Linked DNA regions of Gossypium arboreum: region 2 is linked to region 1. The links are chromatin contacts, called in public Hi-C maps. All regions are on one chromosome and are shown on one strand. Each heading gives the region's core, a stretch centred on a gene start, on an enhancer-like site or on the middle of the called end of the contact. The rest is flanking DNA. Distances are from core to core; before and after follow the strand shown. Region 1 has its middle 23 kb from the start of LOC108477766. Region 2 holds the start of LOC108479638 (formin-like protein 6).

Evidence for each region. A called contact is a pair of places that touch in the nucleus more often than the background predicts.
Region 2: a Hi-C map of leaf shows a contact between it and region 1, with 3 times the contacts expected there. The contact joins the promoter of LOC108479638 here to the enhancer-like site in region 1. A contact is called at or near these places in 2 of 5 Hi-C or Micro-C datasets (both in leaf).

The regions. Positions count from the first base shown.
Region 1 is chr12:40,640,176-40,644,623 of ASM2569848v2, reverse strand. No RefSeq gene overlaps it. Among protein-coding and RNA genes, the nearest start is that of LOC108477766, 23 kb to the right of the region's middle. Within about 2 kb of position 3,168, at least 1 of the 2 cell types and tissues checked has an H3K27ac peak or open chromatin away from gene starts, as enhancers often do. A contact at or near this core is called in leaf, where this site is marked.
Region 2 is chr12:40,759,746-40,763,974 of ASM2569848v2, reverse strand. LOC108479638 (formin-like protein 6) reads right to left here and starts at 2,895. Exons shown (of 4, transcript XM_017782354.2): 1 at 1,095-2,895; 2 at 807-1,006. The coding sequence starts at 2,578.

The DNA of each region.
Region 1 (4,448 bases), core at 1,919-4,418:
ATTCAAGTCACAAAATGAACCTATTCAATATAAGAATTTAATTCAAATGTGACAAAATTCAACTAAATCAATTTGCAAGTTCAATACTCAAATGCCATTCTTATACACCAGTCCAATTAATAATAAAACTAAATATGTGATATCATGCATTCTAAAACAAGATGCAATCATATCCATTTTCATTTACGTATACTCATATTGCATTAATATGACATTCAATCTCAATTTTCATCCCATGTTATTTAGTTATTTGTTATACAATTCAATTCTCTTTCTCGAGTCTATTGACTCGTTCAATTTCAATTTGGCCCTCAAGCCTCATAGAAATTGGTTTGCCCTATTATTTACGTGCTGTCATATATCACATTTCATATGTATTCAAATAAACCAAATCCAATCACATTTCATATCAATTACCATCTAGTCAATCCAGTTTTATTTTATAATACAAAATTCTCTTATCAATTCAATTAACTAGTATCATTCATTCAATTCATACTTTACATTCCTTATTAGCTTAACTCAGACACAAGACGGATACACGAATTAACAACCAACACACCAATCTGGCAACACAACGCATCATCGAATAAACCGAAGGAAATATACTGGCACACATAGTGCATCATCAGATAAACCGAAGTAATCATACTGACACACATAGTGCATCATCAAATTAACTGAAGCAATCATACTAGCAAACATAGTGCTTCATCGAATAAACTAAAGATTTCATACTGGCACGCAAAGTGCATCATCAGATAAATTGAAACAATCATATTGGCACAAATAGTGCATCATTAGATAAACCTAGGGAAATATACTGGCACAAAGGTGCTTAATTGGCTAAATCGAATTATAAACTCGTACACAGTCTAATCATATGGCATGCTAACTATTTTCCAATTTCATCACATAGTTCAATTCAAATTCCATCATCCTCAATTCATCATCAATTCACTGTACCAACACCTCATATAACATGTTTCAACTTAATTTCATACCAATTATCACATATCAATTAAATATGTTACTTTTTATCTTATTCAATTTAGTCCTCTATCTCGATATACAATATTAGTCGCAACAATTTAATTCATGCAACAATTATATACTCACCTTATTACAAAATCATGAAATCTAACATGAATTTTCAATAATTATATTGATCATGAATCATAGAAATATAAATTGAAAGCTCGCATCACTCGTCGTCGGCTCTCACCTTTCCTTTCTCTCTGAACAGCTCGGCGTTGTCTTTAGCTAATATGAGAATTCAAGAATGACACAACATCAATTTCCATCCAAATCACATTTAAATACAAAGCCAAGCGTATTTTCCAATTTATTCAATTTAGTCTCTAAACTCGGGACAAACATAACTTTCGATTTAAAGCTTCATATTAAAATTCGATTTCACATATACTTATTAGAGACATCCTATTTTCTATTCCTATCAAAAATTCATAATAATTTTTCATTTTTTTCAATTTTGTCCCTAATGTACAAAACTAACGATTAAGCTTTACAATTTAGTCCTTTTTCATAATCTAAGCTTAATTTCTATCAAATTCATACCAATTTCATCAATTTCTCAACAGTAGAACTTTTAAAAACTTTGAAAATTTCACAAATTGACACATGGGCTAATTAAATCAAGCTCTCATGATTCAATTTCCATAAGAATTAACAAAATAATGACTAAGGACTTACTTGAAAATGAATGGTCAAATGCTTGAGAACTTAAAGATTCATTCTTTTCTTTTATTTGGTTTCTACAGCTTGGGGATGAAGATGATGATATTTCATCTCTCTTCCCACTTCATTTTTATTTATTCATTATTTAACTTTTAATTAATTTTAATTAACAATTTTAATTAAGTTTTATTTAATTAATTTACTATTAATTTAACTAGAGTCTATCATCATTATCATCCACCAACACATGTTAATATTTGGTTTACTAACCATTATAGTATTTTAAATAATTTTGTTTAAGTCGAAAAGTCTTATCCTAATTAAAAACCTAAGCTTCAATAGCAGCAGCCAGGGGATTCGATAAATGTTAAAGAATGAACTGCTGCAACAGCTAGGTTGTTAGTAAGTTATTGAGTTAGTTGGAGTTAGTTGATTCAGTTTGTTACTCATATTATTTGTTAAAGCTTAGTATAAATACTATAGTTGTATGTTCTTTGTAGTCATGTTGTACTTAGTGAAGAAATACATGGGTTCATTTATTCATTTTTTCTTTCTTCTCTTTGTTATTTTCTCTTCATTGTTCTTTGAGATTTATGTGTCCGTTTTTTATCTGTTAATATTTCAACAGAAGGCAATATTGAGGATTGCATTGGTTGCTAAGTGAAAATGAATCTAGTTTCAAATTGATAAAAGATCGAGTACATTAGTGAGAATAAAGATAGATTATAACTTTGCATGCCAATAGAGAAAGTTAATGGTACCGCACATGACTATTAATGGCCTGTTGTGACTTATATTGATCTGGTTATAAAAATTATAAAATATTTAATAATAATGTTGAATCAAATTTAATTTTTTACTTTGATTATAAAATGCATAAAAAAAATGTCACGAAAACTTACCTGACGTATGCAATCGAATAACCGTCCTTTTCTAAATATAATTCAACCTCAATGTTGGTAGGTATAGGTTAAGAGAAAACAAGATAGAGAAAGTACAAGGCAATTTTAAACCGCGAAAAAAAAAACAAAAATTTATGGCTTCAAACTCAACCCACAGGTACATGATCTGAGCACCTGTGTTAATCTTTTCTGCTAATTCGGGTTGTGTCCTACTAAAGTTTTATGTGACTGAAGGGTATAATTAACCTCTTGTTAATGATCTTCTTTTCTTTTTTTAATTTACTAACTTTCTATGGAACAGCTCCTCTCTTTTCCTTGCTGTGCTGCACGTCAGCTATTTAACCTTTGCTTTGTAGTCATGCAATTCGCCAAATTGCAAGGCAATGTATGGCCAAGGAAGAAAGCACTATCAGCCACTTTTGTAGGCTTTTAAAACACACAAAACAAAACAAGGAAAATTACCAAAAATTCACAGCCTTCAATTTATAAGCCTTTTGAACAAGGGTTGCGTTGTTTAGTTGTTTTCCAAGTAGCAAAAGCTGGCAATTTGAGTGAGATTGGTCTTGGGGTCTATAAGATAAAAGACAGTTTGTCTTTTGTTTAGCAGTTATTTGCCCCATCCTCGCTCTCTATTCAATAGTCTAACCAAAGATTTATGCAGTGATGTCAACAACGTTAACCTCCAATTTTTAGTAATTTCTATACTCTGTTAGAATTATAAATTATCTTTACTCTAAAATATTGAAAAATATAAGCAGATATATATATGATCATCTTACATAAGGTATGAATATATATAAAATATAAACTACCATATCTTTACACTAATTGTAAGATTGAAAAATATTTTAATTTTCATATTATATAAGAAAATTTCCTTTCCAGATTTTTTCTCGATTTTGTGCTAATTGAAATAAAAACAATTCAATATTTTACCAAAAAAAAAATAATAAAGTAAACAAGGATTCAAAATTAATTACTCGTACTTATGAGCCTTATAAAACAGCTAAATTTTGTTATTAATATTATATTTGCAGAAGTTGTAAATTTAATATTCCTTCTTTAATTTAATCATTTTAGTCTTTGTATTTTAAATTTTAAATTTTCAATTCTCATTAAATAATAATTGTTAAATTTATTAAGTTTTTCTATTTTCGAAATTTGATACAAGAAAGATATCATCATATATGTAATATCATGTCAACTTGTTATTTACATATTACTCATTAAAAATCCTGTTAATGGATTAACGGCTATAATTTGTATCAAGATTGAAATTTCAAAGTCCAAAAAATAAGGACTTAAAATAATCCGATTGGAGAATATAAACTAAATCTATAACTTTACGCATAATACAATATTAATAATTGAATTTAACCAAATAACAGAAATTAAAATTAATTAAATTAAAATATAATAACTAAATCTAAAATGATTTGTTTATCACATAAATTTTGGAAGAAAGAGAATCCCAAAGTTGACCAAATGAGTGCAAGACACGAAATATAATTTTTAATTTAATTTTCATTACGTTTCTTCACAATATGTTATTCAGAAGGCAAATATGCCTTTTTCCTTTTATTTATTTTTAATTTCCCTTTTGGTTCGTAAAGCAAATAGAGTGGGGCTCTACTTGATTGTAATCTCAACCTCCTATCTTATTCAAAAGGCAATTATAATAACATAAATTATCACATTTATTGACTAATTTTTTTTCAACTTTGACAATAAATTTATTAGACCTTACTGATAAGCTTTAATTGAGTGATACTTACTATTAAATAATTCAATAAAAAAGCATATGACGAATTTGAATCCCAAGTTGCCCTATAGGACTGATTGTTTAAT
Region 2 (4,229 bases), core at 1,646-4,145, 120 kb before region 1:
AGTTCCTATACTTCAATTTTTGAGACATTGAGTTCCTGTACTTCTTTTTATTTAAAAATCTTGTTCTTGCCATTACAATTGATGATGAGCTGTTTTAAAAAAGTAGAATAACTCTTTTAGCCCTCATGATTTACAGTTTTTTATCAATTTGGTCCAAACTCTTTAAAAGTACATAAACATTTAAAAAATGTTTTACAAATTATTTTTTTCTTCGTATTTTCAATAAAAATATAAAAATAATAATAAATTGTGAAAAAATAAAATAAAATGAATTTTAAAAGTAATTTAAAAGAGTAATTTAAAATAAATTACTTTTTAAAATTATTTTATTTTATTTTACTTTTAAATAGTTTTTAATTTTTCACAATTTTTAATTATTTTTATTGAAAATAAGAAAAACATTCAATTGTTAAAACCATTTCTTTTCTAATTGTTTATGAGTTGGATCAAATTGACAAAAAAAAACTGTAAACCATGAGGATTAAGAGAGTCATTTTACCTTTTTTATATATCAAGAGTGAATAAACAGAATTCCACACATCCTACCAAGATTTTTAAATTAAAAAATGAATACATAGGGATTCAACATCTAGGATTAAATTTTGAATTTCAAGATTAAATATTGAATTTCAAAAGAGTACAATTATCTTTGGCATATTTAGAAGGAAGTGAAAACCAGCAAATTTTATGCTCTTAAATCCTGAAAGCCCCTTAACCAAAGAGAAAGATGATGCAGAAAAATTTCCTTCATATCTAAGATATAAGAATCTTATTATTTACTGATAGAAAATGTAAATATGACTTACCATCTAAAAGAGCTTCTGACACCTCATCTCGAGTTACACTCAGTGCTCTCAACAGTATGGCAATATTTTGTGACTTCTTTGGATTCAACACTCTGTTTTCCCGTTCAACAGGAGGCAAAACTGATCTTCTAATAGGTTCTCTGGGCACTGAGTTTGTGGAATTGCAGCCAAAAAGGGTCTCCATCATGTCCTCATTCAATCTGCAAACAAGGCAAGTTCTCAAGATTAGAGGTCATATTTTTGAAAGCTTAATCCCCTGTGAAGTAGTATACAAGTTTTATCACTCACTGAAAAGAGCTTGATTTTAACTGGTCCCACACTGTAGCTCTCTCCGAGGTCGCTCGTACTTTGTCCCAGTGCAACGGCTTTAACTTGGGCTTTGCACTCTCCATGTCATCCCCATCTGTCTTCTCTACACAACTGCCAGCTTTATGATTAACCTCTTCCATGGATTTTCTACTCCCACCCCCTTCACTTATATCGGGAATTGGAGTCGAGGATTCTTGCGTTTTTAACACTGGGGAAGGTTTTAGAGACACATCGGTTTCCAAGGACCTTACTGTCCTCGGAATTGAAGGTCCCGTTGCTGGGAACGGAGGGGGCGGTGGAGGTGGAGGTGGAGGCGAAGGTGGAATTTTTGTTCTTTGTGGGGACAAATGGCTGCTAATTGATCGAAGTAACGCCACATTTGGAGGAGGAGGTGGGGAGGAGAATTTCGCCCTTTTTGCACAAGTAGTTTCTTCGGTCTCATGTAACTCAGGGGCTAGGCTTTGTGATTGTTGAAGAGGCGGTGGTGGTGGAGGAGGAGGAGGCAGCTGCGACCGCTGCTGCTTTATTGAAGGGATAATAACACGCTTCATTTCGGGTGAAGAAGCCAAAAGCCTTGTTTTTGGAGATGTTCTTTTGGAACGAGGACGACCAGAATTAGTATTCCCATTCATTTCTGTCTTGGCCGGAGTCACCAAACCGCCACTAATCGAACGTGAAGCCGGAGTATAATAGCTTTCTTCATTGCTAATAGTTGAGCCCTGGGGGGTATAAAAACCAGTCCCCTGACTCTCTTCACCAGAAGAAGATGATGAAGGTGACATTGCCGTGGGTGAACAATTCTCAAATGCAGGAGGCTTAGCCAAAGGAGGCAATGGCTGCAGTTCAGGACTTGGCCTATACCGATCCCATCTCTTCCCTGAGTTCAATTTATGATAAGGTGAACCATTGGCTCCTCCGTTCACTTCACTCACCGATCTCCTCATTGGCTCCACTGTTCCAATGTAAAGAAAACTGGAAGGTGGCACCCCGGAATCTTCCTGGAACCTCTCCGAGTTCCCTCCAACAAGCTTCTGGGTATCTCCAGGGTGTTTAGCCCTATGACGGTACAAGAAGAAAGCAAGTCCTGATAACATTCCCAAGGTTACAATCCCCACAGAGATTGCAATTGCAACTCTTTTAGCTGGTTTGGTGGGTTGTGTTGCGGTTGGGATTGGGATTGAGCCATTGGCCGCTGCAGCTGGTGGTGTAGATTGTTGATTCTGATCTGGGGATTGCTGACCTTCAGGGAAGAATGGCTGAGTTGGGTCAGGCGGCGGAGGAGACGGTGGAGGTATAGAATTGTCGGTCCCTGGAGGTGGGGCTGAACCAGCTGGAAATAATGGTTGGTGTAGAATTCTTCTATAAATGATAAAATCCTCAATTACAGAAACAGCAGCTTTTGATGTTGGTGAAGACAATGGTAGTAAGATGAAAAAGAGGAGAATATGATAAGCTGCTCTCATGCTGAATTTTTCGGGTCCAATGTTGTTTCTCCTTTTTCTCAAAATTCATCTACGGGGGAAGACATGACTTTGCTTCTCCGTTCCTTTCAACCCTTGGCAAAGAAAAGATAAATAATTAATTAATTAAAAGAAAAAAAATAGCACTTTATTTAATATTAAGAGAAAGAAGAATTGGAGTTGTTTAGTCAGGGGAAGCTTCTTTTTGATGCAAGATCTGGATGCCAAGCAGATGAGTTCAGCCATAGCCCAATTTTACTAATTTCTAATTTTTCCTATTTACCGGAGGTGGAGGAGATATGGGATTTTTCTTATAATCATATTATCTACCTAAAAACAATTTAGATTATCTAAATTAAAATTATGTATTTACTCGTATGTAATATAGAAGAGAAAAGAAGTAAAAATGAAAATTAATAACCTTTTATACTGTTGTTCAAATGAAGACAAGAAAAAGGAGCTTTTTTTTATATAAATAATTTTATTTTATTTTATCATTTAATATTTTTGGTTAATTACCTGACACTCGATGTAATATGACAATTTTGTGGGTTAAAGAAATTATAAATAAAAAAGGTGACTGCTTTTCACTTTATAAGTAAATAATTTTTAACAGTGTATTGTTTTAGACAAAGATGGTAGCTTTTAAAGAGTAAATACATTTAGGTTTTATGAAGTGACTTAACTTTTTTTATTAATAAAATTAATCTCATAAAATTATATTCTTTATATTGTGGGTACCACGTATGAAATGAAAAAAAAAACAGATCTGAGAAGACAGAATAAACTTTTTAGCATATTGAGTGGGTTTAGATCAAAAGTAAAAAGACGATGATGACCATGGAAATGGTGAAAATAAAATGACCAGGTTGGTATCCATTTTTGTCCAATTAATTTATCTAACTGTTTCATCTTTCGTCGGGATCGAGAAAATGCAGTGGCACATATTTTATTAAACCTTCTTTCTCGCTTTGGTGCCATTAAATCTCTGTGCCCACTCCCTACTTTACTACTTTATTTAAAGCCTAAGCCCTAAGGTAAGATGTTGAAATCTTTATAAATGATGAAATTGAGAAAATTTTTCTTTTCAATTTGATGAAGATAATAATCTTTTTAAATATATAAAACTCTTAAAATAATTTCTTAAAAAGTTAAAGAAATGATCTATATTCGAAGATTGATGGATTGCTAAAATTGTATATAAAGATGGATTTAAACGGTTACAAATTATTAGGTTGAGTGAAATGATATAAGTTTGAAATATTAAAATTGATATTATTAAAACGGATAATTCTCACATAAATTATAAATTGGAAATTAATAAATAATAAAAACTTTTAATTTAACTTTAATAAATTTATATTTAAATCGATTAAATCTTATTTTAATTAATATCGATATTATTATAAATGTTAAAAATTAAATTTTATCGAGTAATTTTAGAAGTTGTATAAATATATATATATATATATATATATTTAATTCAACATTTTTATTAACATATGAACTCAATTCATCCTGATCTAAAATCATCTAAATTAACCTTTCTCAAAAGCAAGTTAATATAATAAAACACTAGATCAATATAAGCAAAAATTTAAAGGAACAGAACACTTACCACAACAAAGAAAAAGCAGCCAAATTTATGAGAAGA